2 separate regions of the Mus musculus genome follow, and region 2 is linked to region 1. A link is a contact called in public HiChIP or PLAC-seq data. All regions are on one chromosome and are shown on one strand. Each heading gives the region's core, a stretch centred on a gene start, on an enhancer-like site or on the middle of the called end of the contact. The rest is flanking DNA. Distances are from core to core; before and after follow the strand shown. Region 1 holds the start of Fahd2a (fumarylacetoacetate hydrolase domain containing 2A). Region 2 has its middle 23 kb from the start of Itpripl1.

Region 1 (5,556 bases), core at 2,120-4,619:
TTTCTAACTTTTAAGAAAATGACCATTTGGGGTCACAGTGCTCTGGGTCACTGTGCTGTCAAACATTTCTATTTCTGCCACTCTGCTGAGTGAAAACGCCTTCTTAAATGGCTTCTAAACTACTGCTTGACCCTTTAGACGGATTATTCCATGACTGGCTGCAGGGTCACTCCCAGTTAATGTAGCACAAACTTGAGGAATCTCTTTAATAGTCTAAACCACACCTACATCTTCCCAAGAGGGTTCTTTAGGGCCTTGTGCCAGGCTCCTCCAGTGGGAGGGACTTAGCCTCTTGACAGCCAATATAATGAGGTAAGGTCCTGACTACACAATCAAATAAATTAATCACCTCCTCTGAACCTCAGTTTCCCTCTCTTTAAATTGAAAGTGTTGTTTTATAAGGTCGTATACACCTCTAATTCAGTCCCAGCATTCAAGGGGTTAAGGCAGAAAGCTCTCCAGTTCAAAGCCCGCCTGGGCTACAGAGCAAGACCCTGTCTCAAAAATGCAAAGATTTATATTTCTATTAGCTCTTTACTAAAAGGACAAATGAAAGACAGACAGTGGGATCCCCTGCTCCTTTGCAGGGGAGCTAGCTACCTTCTGGTTCTGATTCTCGGGGCAGGAGAAGGGGATGGGAGGAGGGAGGAACTAGGGCAAGACTGCCTGCTTACTTACCTTCTTGCCACTGAAAGGGTGGTCTCTCCTTGCTCCAGGAACTGCACCATTGTCTTAGGGAGTGTTGAGTCAAAAGCATTTAAGTCTACAACTCCCCCACCAACCCCTGACTCCAGACCCAGGTGAGGCTCTTCCAGGTGAGGTGCCTGGAACTGTACCAGTCTCATGTTTCTGGAGGGTTGACAGGGCCTCTTCTGAACCTGCAGCAGAGCTGAGAACAGCCTCCTCCTCCCAAAGCCCAGCATCAAAGCCTAAAAGGAGAGAAGCAGCCACAGGAGACAGAGGACTATAGAACTGTCATGAAGATCCCTTCATGAAGGAAAGAAGCAGCCACAGGAGACAGAAGACTATAAACCGTCATGAAGATCCCTTCGCTCCTTTGCCCCAGCAAGCAGTCCCAGCATGCCACTTGGGAAGTGCTCGCACAGGTCATTTCACCCTGTCATACTTCAAAAAGCCAGAGTACAGATGACTAGGCCAGGCTTTAAGCTAGCTCCGGGGATCCCAGCCTTGCCTCAACCAGTGTTTCCTGAAAGTTCCCACCACTGCAGGCAAGTGGGAAACACAGCAGGCTAACTCGGACCTGCCGTCTTGCATGTGGGGTAACAGATATGAGCGACTGATGTACACAGGCCTCAGATGTTGAGATGATGTTATGAAGATGGCCAGGCCGCTACCTCTAGCTTTTAGAGGATGTCCCCCTTCACTGGGGAAGGCTAAGGTGTGCAGGACTAGGACTCAGCCCCAAGTTAGGCAAATGGCTATTGCTAGAAATGGCTTCCCAGCTACCTCATGCAACTTTTAAAAATACTTGGTCCTGTTGCCTTTTGAGTTAAACACTTTCTTCTGCTCACATGCTCAAGCTAGAACCCCAGCCAGCTTGGCTTAGGAGCTACCCTCCATCACCTCTAGTAGGTACCAGTTTCTGCTGCTGGTGAACAGGGAGACTCAGGGCACCAAGAGCCCAGATACTTGGCTTCACACATTGCTTAGCTATCTCCCTGGGTTCAGTAGCAATGTCTGTCTCTTTAACTACTGAGCCTACACTGTTGCTGCTGTGTATGGAACACAGGCTTGCACTGCCTCTGTCCACTGAACAGATGGAAGGTGCAAGGGACTTGACTTTTCACTTCTTGGAAAAGCCTAGTGATGATCAACTTTGGGACGTGGCCCATGTCTTCCTTCTTCAGATCCAGACCTCTTGGATACCATTGAAAAGGTTCAGGGCCTGCTATGAGTTCCAGGCTCCACCCAAAGTTAAGCTTCATTATCGTGCTGCCTTTGTTTTTAATGGTACAGGTGCCGGCCTGGAAGGCACATGCTAGCTTGAGCTATTCCCCAGATAATCTGCACTCTATATCCTCACTCATTCCCTTTCTTTGTCTTAATCTAGGTCTGGTCTTCATTCCCTGTCAGAGTCCTCTCCCTTCTGGATAGCTTTCTTTTAAAACCAGTGTGGGGCTAGGAAGACAGCATGGCTGGTAAAATGTTTCCACTGAAAGCCTGAAGATCAGTTAAATCCCCAGAACCCACATAAAAAAGTTTGTACACAGTGGTCTATGCTTGTAATCCCAGTGCCGGATAGGTGGAGACAGGTAGATTCCTGGGGCTTGCTAGCCAGCCAGTCTAGCCTAATTGTTGAGTTTCAGGCCAATGAAAAACTCTGTCTCAAAGACTAAAGTACGCGTACGCGCACACGCACACGCACACACACACACACACACACACACACACGTCTTTATACTAAAAATGAGAGAGACTGCTAGACGTAGCTCCGTCAGTTCAGGGCTCTTGGTCCTCACCTGGTTGAGCCAACCTACCCTGTTCAGGATCACCAGAGTGCCAGCTTGCAAGTCTGGCCAGAAAACCAAAGGCTTTCCATCTCCTGCTCTGTCGTTTTACACAAGTACCGCCATGCCACAGTCCAAAGGCTGGTCCAGCATATGTGACCAGTCACACCATACACTAAAACAGTACTGTCCCAGGGAAAGCCAAGTGTCTCACTTGTGAGGTCTACTATAATTCTCTTGACGGTGGCTTGGCAGGTGCTGCTGGTCCAGTTTTACAGATGAACAAGCCAAGGCTTGGATAGGGTAAGAGGGGTTTGGTTTGCCTAAGGTTCAAGGGTCTTACAGCTAAAAGAAAATTGGCATTTGAATCCATGTCTAGATGACATTGAAGTTCTTAATTCAAAAGCAAGATACTTCTCAAGCAAGATAATCTAGTTTCAATCCTGCCTACTCCTCTCAGGTCCTAACTGCTACCAGCCCATGGTCATGGCCGTGGAGGTAAGGCAGAACACCTGCTCTCTGATAACTCTAAGCCCCGCTGATGATGAATCTGTGACGGGCGCTCACAGGTTATTTCATTCTCTCGAATCACTATGACTCGCAGCACAAAGGTCCCTTAGCAAACAGCACAGCAATGGGCAGCTTGAGGCGCTGCGCCGTGCGTGTGACCCTGCTGATCTGGGAACCGAGGTCAGCCACTCGGCTCCCAACGTCCGGTTCAACTCCCTCTGAGTTGGCCTAGCCTCAGTTTACCTGGTCGTTGCAGCCGGACTTGTCCGGCTTCCTGCGCTGTCAGCGGACGCCTGCGGAGCCGCAGGACAAGAGGGGAGGGCGGAGAAGCCACAGCCAGTACCGCTGCAAGCACTTAACTCTTCTCCAAGGAATATAGGGACCGCCCCTTCGCAGTCGCGATATGGTGACGTCACGAAGCTGTCGCCACCAGGAGGACACCTGCTTCCTCCCGGAAGTCCGCCCTCCTGCTGTTAGGTACTTCTTTTAGCCACAGAACTTCCAGCAGGTGCCTAGTGTGTGCATTTGGGGAGACCGTGGCTGGCTCCAGGGTGACCCTGGGATACCCAGGCTCGGAGAGAGCGCATCCGACCTTTGAGCTTCTAATTCTGGCCAGGCGCTGCTTCTGGGCCAGGCACCTACTCATAGTTGTCCAGGAAGCACTCTGGTAGACAGTAACAAGTAGTTTTGTGCTCTAATGTTGACCCACCAAGGACAGGGATGTCTATATGTGTTGTATTCGTGGAGAAAACATAAAGGCTAGGAGTGATTTTGCCCATGATGGCTCCTGAGCCAGTAAGGGCTCGTCCAACCACTTATTTAGTTGTCTTGGCAGGTATGAAGCGATTCTGAAGGCAAAAGACACTTGTGTCCTTCCTTCAGCTACTGGGCTTTCCCCCATGAATCTTGTGTGCTGGGGGAAAGAAAAGACTGAAGCTTGTGTGTGCCAGCTAGAGGAGGAGTTTTGTCACCCAGTAAGCTATATCACAGATTTGGCAACTGGTCAGACTATCTTGTGGGATAGACTGGAACTGAGATAATGGTGGATCAATAACCGGCAAGACCACACCTTGACCAAGACTGCTTAGTTATGTACACCACTTGCTTTCTATTTGAGAATCTGAACCTCATGTCGGGACTCCAAAGATGGACTTTGGGGAGTCACTGAACCTTTTCCCCTTTCCTTTCTTGTCTTTTCTCTTTTCTTTCCAGTGTGACCACATTGGCAAAGTCGTAGCCAGCTTTTCACCATTTTTTCTTTAATGCACACAGTGAAGACAGATGGTGGCCTGTCTACTTTTTAGGCTTGTCAGGGCTCACCAACTTCACCTACTTGTAGCAGCACCCTGTTCTTCACGAACCTTATTTTAGGGGGAAAAGGGTGTGTGTGGGGTGATGGGCAAGTCCAGGCAGCAGGCATTCGGGTGGAAACATCCTCTACAACCACACCCCGAGTCCTCTGGCCTATGAAAATGTAAAGGGGACTCTGAGAAGGAGCCTCCTAAGTGAATCAAGGTCCAGACAGAGCATCCGAGGCTTCCATTGCCCCAGGAAGAAGCACAGGCTTTTATTAGATTCCTCTTATTTTTTCCCAGTGAGGCTTTTTTTTTTTTTTTTTTTTTTTTTTTTTTTTTTTTGGTTTTGGTTTTTTGAGACAGGGTTTCTCTGTGTAGCCCTGGCTGTCCTGGAACTCACTCTGTAGACCAGGCTGGCCTCGAACTCAGAAATCCGCCTGCCTCTGCCTCCTGAGTGCTGGGATTAAAGGCATGCACCACCACACCTGACTTCTTTTTTCTTTTAACACCAATGTTTTCAATCCTAGAAAAAGACCAGGGCTTTCCTTCCTGTGTGATTTTGTTTTTCTTCTTCATAGTTCATGATGTCAGCTGAGGTTGACAGCACAATGAAACCAAACCGATGTGACAGGAGCAGGCGATTTTGCTATGCTCTAGGTCTTGGAGCTGCACATCAAACCTGGGACTCATCACTCCATGGTTGCTTAGCCTGCTTGTGGGGTTGACAACATTCTTCCTAGCTCTGATATCAACGATTACAAATTCTCAGGTAAAATCAGGCTTCATCCTCACAGTTAGAAACTGGACAATAACTTCAGAGCATGCCAATAAGGGACTGACATCTGCTTCTTTCTTCAGTGTTGTTGATTGTCTTGAGAGTTCAGCCAGGACATTCATGTGTACTGTTGATGGTGGCATGGACGGCTGGCAGAAAGAGAGGAGGTGGGCTGGAGAGATGGCTCAGTGGTTGAGAGCACCTGCTGCTCTTTCAGAAGACCTGGTTTGAGTTTCAGGACCTACATGGTGCCTCACAACGAGCTGTAACTCTAGTTCTGAGATATCTGACACCCTCTCTGGCCCATATAGGTACTGAGCATGCATGTAGTAAACAGACATGCATGCAGACAAAACACTCATACACATAAAAATTATAAAAACTTGTAGAGAGAGAATAGGAGGGGCTGGCTCCTTGAATTCCCCACATACTTTTCTTGCTGCTGTAACAAAACAGCTGGCATAAAACTTAAGGAAGAAGAGGGACATTTTGGATCACAATTTGATCC
Region 2 (5,556 bases), core at 888-3,387, 280 kb before region 1:
TTCAAGCAAACCTCACTAGTATCGACTGTGCATGAGGGGCATTAAATGCAGTGGCATTATGTCTCTATCTCTCTGTCTCCTTCTGTCTCTTGGTCTCTCCTTCTCTGCCTCTCTGCCTCTCTGCCTCTCTCTCTCTCTCTCTCTCTCTCTCTCTCTCTCTCTCTCTCTCTCTCTCTCTGTGTGTGTGTGTGTGTGTTTCCAAGCAGATATCTAAAACCAAACATGACTCAAGTGTAAATTCAACATGAACAGAGACTAGTGCTGGTAGATTTGTGAGGACTTCAGGATCTCTCTCTTTGTGACTGTGCATCCTGACGGATGCTATGGGGTCCTGCAGCAGAACTGTCCAAATGAGTTGTTGATGTCATCTCTGTATTCACTTCTGGACTCCAGATGTACCCTCACTACTTCTCGGTCTTCTGTTGCTGCCTCTAACCGGGTCAGCTACATATCTCTTGGATACGTGCAGTAGGTCAGGTCCTCCTGCTTTTCTCTTCTGCTAGCAGGGCCACTATCCCATCATCTCATAGGTACACCTGGAGTCAGGCATCTTGGACTGACATTCTGACTGTGCCCAGAAGGTTCTCTCAAGCCTGTTGTTTCTTCTCAGTTTCCTTGGAAATCACCAGCACTGCATGATTGTTTTCCAGGGGCTGTGAGTCCTACACAGAGCAGTGAACTGGTCCAAGGATATCCTGGACTGCAGACCAGAATGAACTTTCCTACAGGGCACAGACAGAAGGATGATTAGTTGAATATGTGTTTGAACATCACCCAGGCTACAGAGCAAGTTCCAGGATGGCCAGTGCCACACAGAGAAGAAAGTTAGTTTCAAAAAAGCAAAGAAACTGAAGGAAAATAAGACAGAAAGGTAGAAAGAAAGCTAGAAAGAAAGAAAGAAAGAAAGAAAGAAAGAAAGAAAGAAAGAAAGAAAGAAAGAGAAAGAGAGAGAGCAAGAGAAGGGAAAAGAGAGAGTGGGGAGGAAACATGCGAGGAAGAAACAAAGATGGGTAGAAGTTAGGGCAAGAAGAAAAATGAATTAATCAAGAAGACAAAACAGAAAAACAAAGCCCCCAAATGGATAAAGTCACATAAACAGAAATCTAGACCTCTGAGCTTGCGCAAAGAAAACAGCAGGAAAGAATTCACTATCTGGAAGTGTACCTGATGGACAATGCCGAGGTCCAAACAACCATCAAAGTCCAAATCCAATCCAACCACCAACTCTTACAGATCACCACCAAACAGCTCTCTGTACAGGACACAAACTAGCCCCAGAGAGTTCATTATACTGTCTGTCATTCCGCACAATGGCTGCCTGTGAGATCAGAGTATTAGTGACTTCTCAGAGCTGGCACAACCCAAAGTGGCTTTTTCCCACTTCTTAGTCCCATTGGGATTCTCTTTATCTGTTACTGTCCATTTCTCTGAGACAAATGCCCTGACAAGAGGCGCTTTGAGGGAGGAAGAGCTTTATTTAGGCTCACGCTATGAGGGCATTGCTAGGAGTGTTAGGGCTCCTCTTCTTGGGGTTTTAAATTCCTGCCAAAAAGAATTTAGGAACAGAATTAAAAGAAGCTCTGGCATAACTTTCTTCAAGTGTGAGGGACAGACAGAAAAACAGTTTCCAGCAAGAGCTTGAAGAGGCTGGGAGAAAGTCTTCTGCTGTGGAGTCCAGCAAGTAAGCCATGTGGTAGGACCAGGTCTAGAGGCTTCAGAGCATGTGACAGGAATTCCAGAGTGTTCAGGGATATAGGAATACTTCACAGAGCAGGGGCTGGTACTTACTGCAAAGAAATAGAATGAGAAAGGACTGAAAACTCTAAGCAGGCCTTGTACTCATTAGGGAAAGCTGGAAGTGACAGTCTTTAGCAGGGGCGTTTGGAAGCATTAGGGATATAATTGCTCCTCCCATTTTCATAGGACGGCTTCAGTTGAGACAGCTTTCATTTGTGATGATCTCCTGGCCAAGCCCAGATTTTCTACACGTACACACTGCATTTACTTTTAGTAAAAAGATTCGAGAATAATATGTAACTTTTTGAGGCCTTTTAAATGACAAAACATAAGCAGGGTCAGATATTCTGCATTGTGATGAAGAGGAAGTGACAAAAATGTCGAAAGACAGAATCCCCTGGGATATGCTGAGGTCACTGTGTTCTCTTGCATGAATGTTAACTCCTTTCTTATCGTGCTGTCTCTATTTGAATGCCTGCTGTGGCTCTGGGTTTTGAATATGGCTTCCTTTTCAGTTGTGAAACTAGGTTTTCTGGAAATGTCAAATCTGTTTTGAAGGTTTTAAGTACTGAGTGACTGATTGGAACTTGATGATTCTGAGAAGTGGAGTTTTATTGTTGAAGCAAATACTGTCTTTGGTCATCATGAGTCATTTCCATCTATTAGTCTAGTCTTTATGTACCCATGCATCCTTGTGGCCTTCAGGCCAAACATTTACAGTGTTTGGAGGAAGCCACAAACTCCCTCTAACCCTAAGCCCTGCTGGCTGTAAGACAGCAAATAAAATCTATAGTAGAGTCTCTCTACTATATCTGATGCTTGCATTGACTCTGAAATATTTTTTTCTGTGACCATGAATGTTATATACTAATGGGGGAACCTTAGCTTTTTGGAGAAGGCTGAATCTACATTCACTGGCATGGTCACTCACTTTTAGCTTCAAATAACCTGTTTCTTCCTATCTGTGGTGAAAGATCTGTATTTTAACTTAACAACATCAACCACTAGATGTCAGGCTTGTCCTGAAAATTGCTCTGTTGCCACTTTTAAATGAAATTTACAGCAGGCAGCTCAGATCTTAAAGAGAATCAGAGTGAGGTAACACAATCACAAAATAACTCAAATGATATGTACTCACTGATAAGTGGATATTAGCCCAGAAACTTAGGATACCCGAGATATAAGATACAATTTGCAAAACACATGAAACTCAAGAAGAACGAAGACCAAAGTGTGGACACTTTGCCCCTTCTTAGAGTTGGAAACAATCACCCATGGAAGGAGTTACAGAGACAAAGTTTGGAGCTGAGACAAAAAGATGGACCATCTAGAGACTGCCATATCCAGGGATCCATCCCATAATTAGCCTCCAAACGATGACACCATTGCATACACTAGCAAGTGTTGGCTGAAAGGACCCTGATATAGCTGTCTCTTGTGAGACTAGGCCGGGGCCTAGCAAACACATAAGTGGATGCTCACAGTCAGCTATTGGACGGAACATAGGGCCCCCCAATGGAGGAGCTAGAGAACGTATCCAAGGAGCTAAAGAGATCTGCAACCCTGTAGGTGCAACAACATTATGAACTAACCAGTACCCCGGAGTTCTTGACTCTAGCTGCATATGTATCAAAAGATGGCCTAGTCGGCCATCACTGGAAAGAGAGGCCCATTGGACACACAAACTTCATATGCCCCAGTACAGGGGAATGCCAGGGCCAAAAAAATGGGAATGGGTGGGTAGGGAAGTGGGGGACTTTTGGGATAGCATTGGAAATGTAATTGAGGAAAATACATAATAATAAAATATATATATATATAAGAGAATCAGAAAGCACATAGATGAGCAAACATCTTGAGTTCTTTCTAAGAAAAATAAAAGAGAAGAAAAAGCTGCTAGTTGTGTGTTATATGATAGTGTGGAGATTTAAGCAAAGACTAAATTCCCCACAAAGAGGGAGCAGAGAGCAGATCTGTATTAGTGTGTGTGTGTGTGTGTGTGTGTGTGTGTGTGTGTGAGAGAGAGAGAGAAAGAGAGAGAGAGACTTCTATGTTGCAGTCTGACTAACACAACAATGACCAGCTATGAATGGAAAGCCTAAAACTCTAGTCGTTGCTCAGTCCCACAAGGCTGGATGTTTCAGCTGGTCTTCTGTATAAAGTGCAATCCTGAAAAAGTGGGCTCCAGCAGATGTGCTGTCAAGTACGTGCAAGCAGAGGAAGAATGAACACATCTCCCTTCTTCTGCTACTCTCACGGAGGCCCCAGCAGGAGATGGAGCTCAGACTAAGACTGTGTCTAAGGATTCGGATTAAGGATGTGTGTTGCCCCTTGAACTTGTTGCATCCTGCCTCTGGGTCAGAGGTGTGCCCTCCATTTCTAGACTGTAGTTCATTCCAGACAATTCCTTATAAAGTGTTTTTTTTTTTTTTTTTTTTTTTTTTTTGAGAACGCTCTATTCCAAGGCCCATTTTGAACGGGTCCTTTATTTATTTATTTATTTATTTATTTATTTATTTATTTATTTATTTCCACTTTGGCTTGTTGATATATATATGTGTGTGTGTGTGTGTGTGTGTGTGTGTGTGTGTGTGTGTGTTAGATGCATAGCTAGGAGTGCTTCCCTTCCATTTAGTGGACTTCCTATTCACTCTGTTGATCATTTCTTCAGCTCTGCAGAAGCTTCTTAGTTTCATGACTTCCTCGTTGTCAACTTTGGCCTTAATTCTTGGGCAAATAGTGTCTGAGTTCTAGCTTCCAGGGTATCAGAATTTGCATGCAAACTTCCAAAGTAGGGAGAAAAACAACAGTCCCTACCCTTTTGTGACATCTATGAAACATGACAGCCACCAACATAGCATTGTAATCATCACAGTGAAGTAGTAGTGCGCATACATTGGCTGTAATTCACAACTCTCTAATTGGAATTAAGACCCCCCTCAACAGGAGGAAGACCTTTCCTAGTATTGGAAACCCAGTAAACTACTCAATGTTAGTTGAATTGGTTAACGAGGGAGAATCTAACCCCTTAATTTACTAACTCAGCATAACCTGTAGCAACAATCTATGAACATTTGTCCTTTTACTCACAGATAAGTGGAGTCATCCCCTCACCAGGGAAAGTTCTCTTTGCAACAGATAGAGATCACTAAAGAAACTAAGTACCAATAAAAGTTCAAAGTCATGGAGCACAATCCTAGTTGCTACAGCTACAAAGTCCTCCTACTCCCAAGGGTTAGCAAAGAAAAACCTTATAGATTGTAAGGGTTACAGGATTGAGGAGGTTGCTTTGTGCTGAGGATTTGGTGTCTGGGAATGTCCCTTTAACTCTCATTATTCTCCACTGATTATCACTGTCGTCCGCATGATTACCACACTGCTCCATGTTATCTGGTATCTTCAAGAGGTTCTGCACATACATTCAATAATAAAGTTTAGGATCCAATTGGAGATAATCTTGCTGCACACAGTCTGGATGATCTCCGGTTAGACTTGGTGTGACTAATACAATAATCAGTTCAGGTGAATCTGCAAGTAGATGCAGAAAACCCGGAAAACTCAGTCAGTAACCCCAGTGCTGTAAAGAGATCAAGTTGTAGAAAAATAAACTACTGTGATAATTTTCTGTACAGTGCATCCTTTATTTCACAGTTTATATTCAATCCAGGACTGTGTCCAGAAAACTTAGGACACTTCATTCTTAAGGCCAGAAATGAAGAGACACCAAAGAATAAACAGACACAGAGAAGGAGCTTTTACTGAGAGCTACCCATCTACAAATAAGAATGAAACTAACCTGACATGTCTACTAGATCTTCT

The links. HiChIP or PLAC-seq counts read pairs in DNA pulled down with a chosen protein or histone mark.
Region 2: a RAD21 HiChIP or PLAC-seq map of pro-B cells shows a contact between it and region 1, with 6 times the contacts expected there. The contact joins the enhancer-like site here to the promoter of Fahd2a in region 1. A contact is called at or near these places in 6 of 39 promoter capture datasets (the 3T3-L1 cell line, the C10 cell line, the HPC-7 cell line and 3 more), 2 of 15 datasets of contacts at CTCF or cohesin (pro-B cells and stem cell-derived epiblast-like cells), 35 of 484 Hi-C or Micro-C datasets (the 63-12 cell line, B cells, CD4 T cells and 17 more) and 3 of 115 datasets of contacts at active chromatin or transcription factors (embryonic stem cells, large pre-B cells and stem cell-derived neural progenitor cells).

The regions. Positions count from the first base shown.
Region 1 is chr2:127,441,196-127,446,751 of GRCm38.p6, forward strand. It overlaps Fahd2a (fumarylacetoacetate hydrolase domain containing 2A), which reads right to left and starts at 3,370. Exons shown (of 8, transcript NM_029629.2): 1 at 3,222-3,370; 2 at 679-929. The coding sequence starts at 923.
Region 2 is chr2:127,163,719-127,169,274 of GRCm38.p6, forward strand. No RefSeq gene overlaps it. Among named protein-coding and RNA genes, the nearest start is that of Itpripl1, 23 kb to the left of the region's middle. Within about 2 kb of position 2,138, at least 17 of the 459 cell types and tissues checked have an H3K27ac peak or open chromatin away from gene starts, as enhancers often do. A contact at or near this core is called in the 63-12 cell line and pro-B cells, where this site is marked.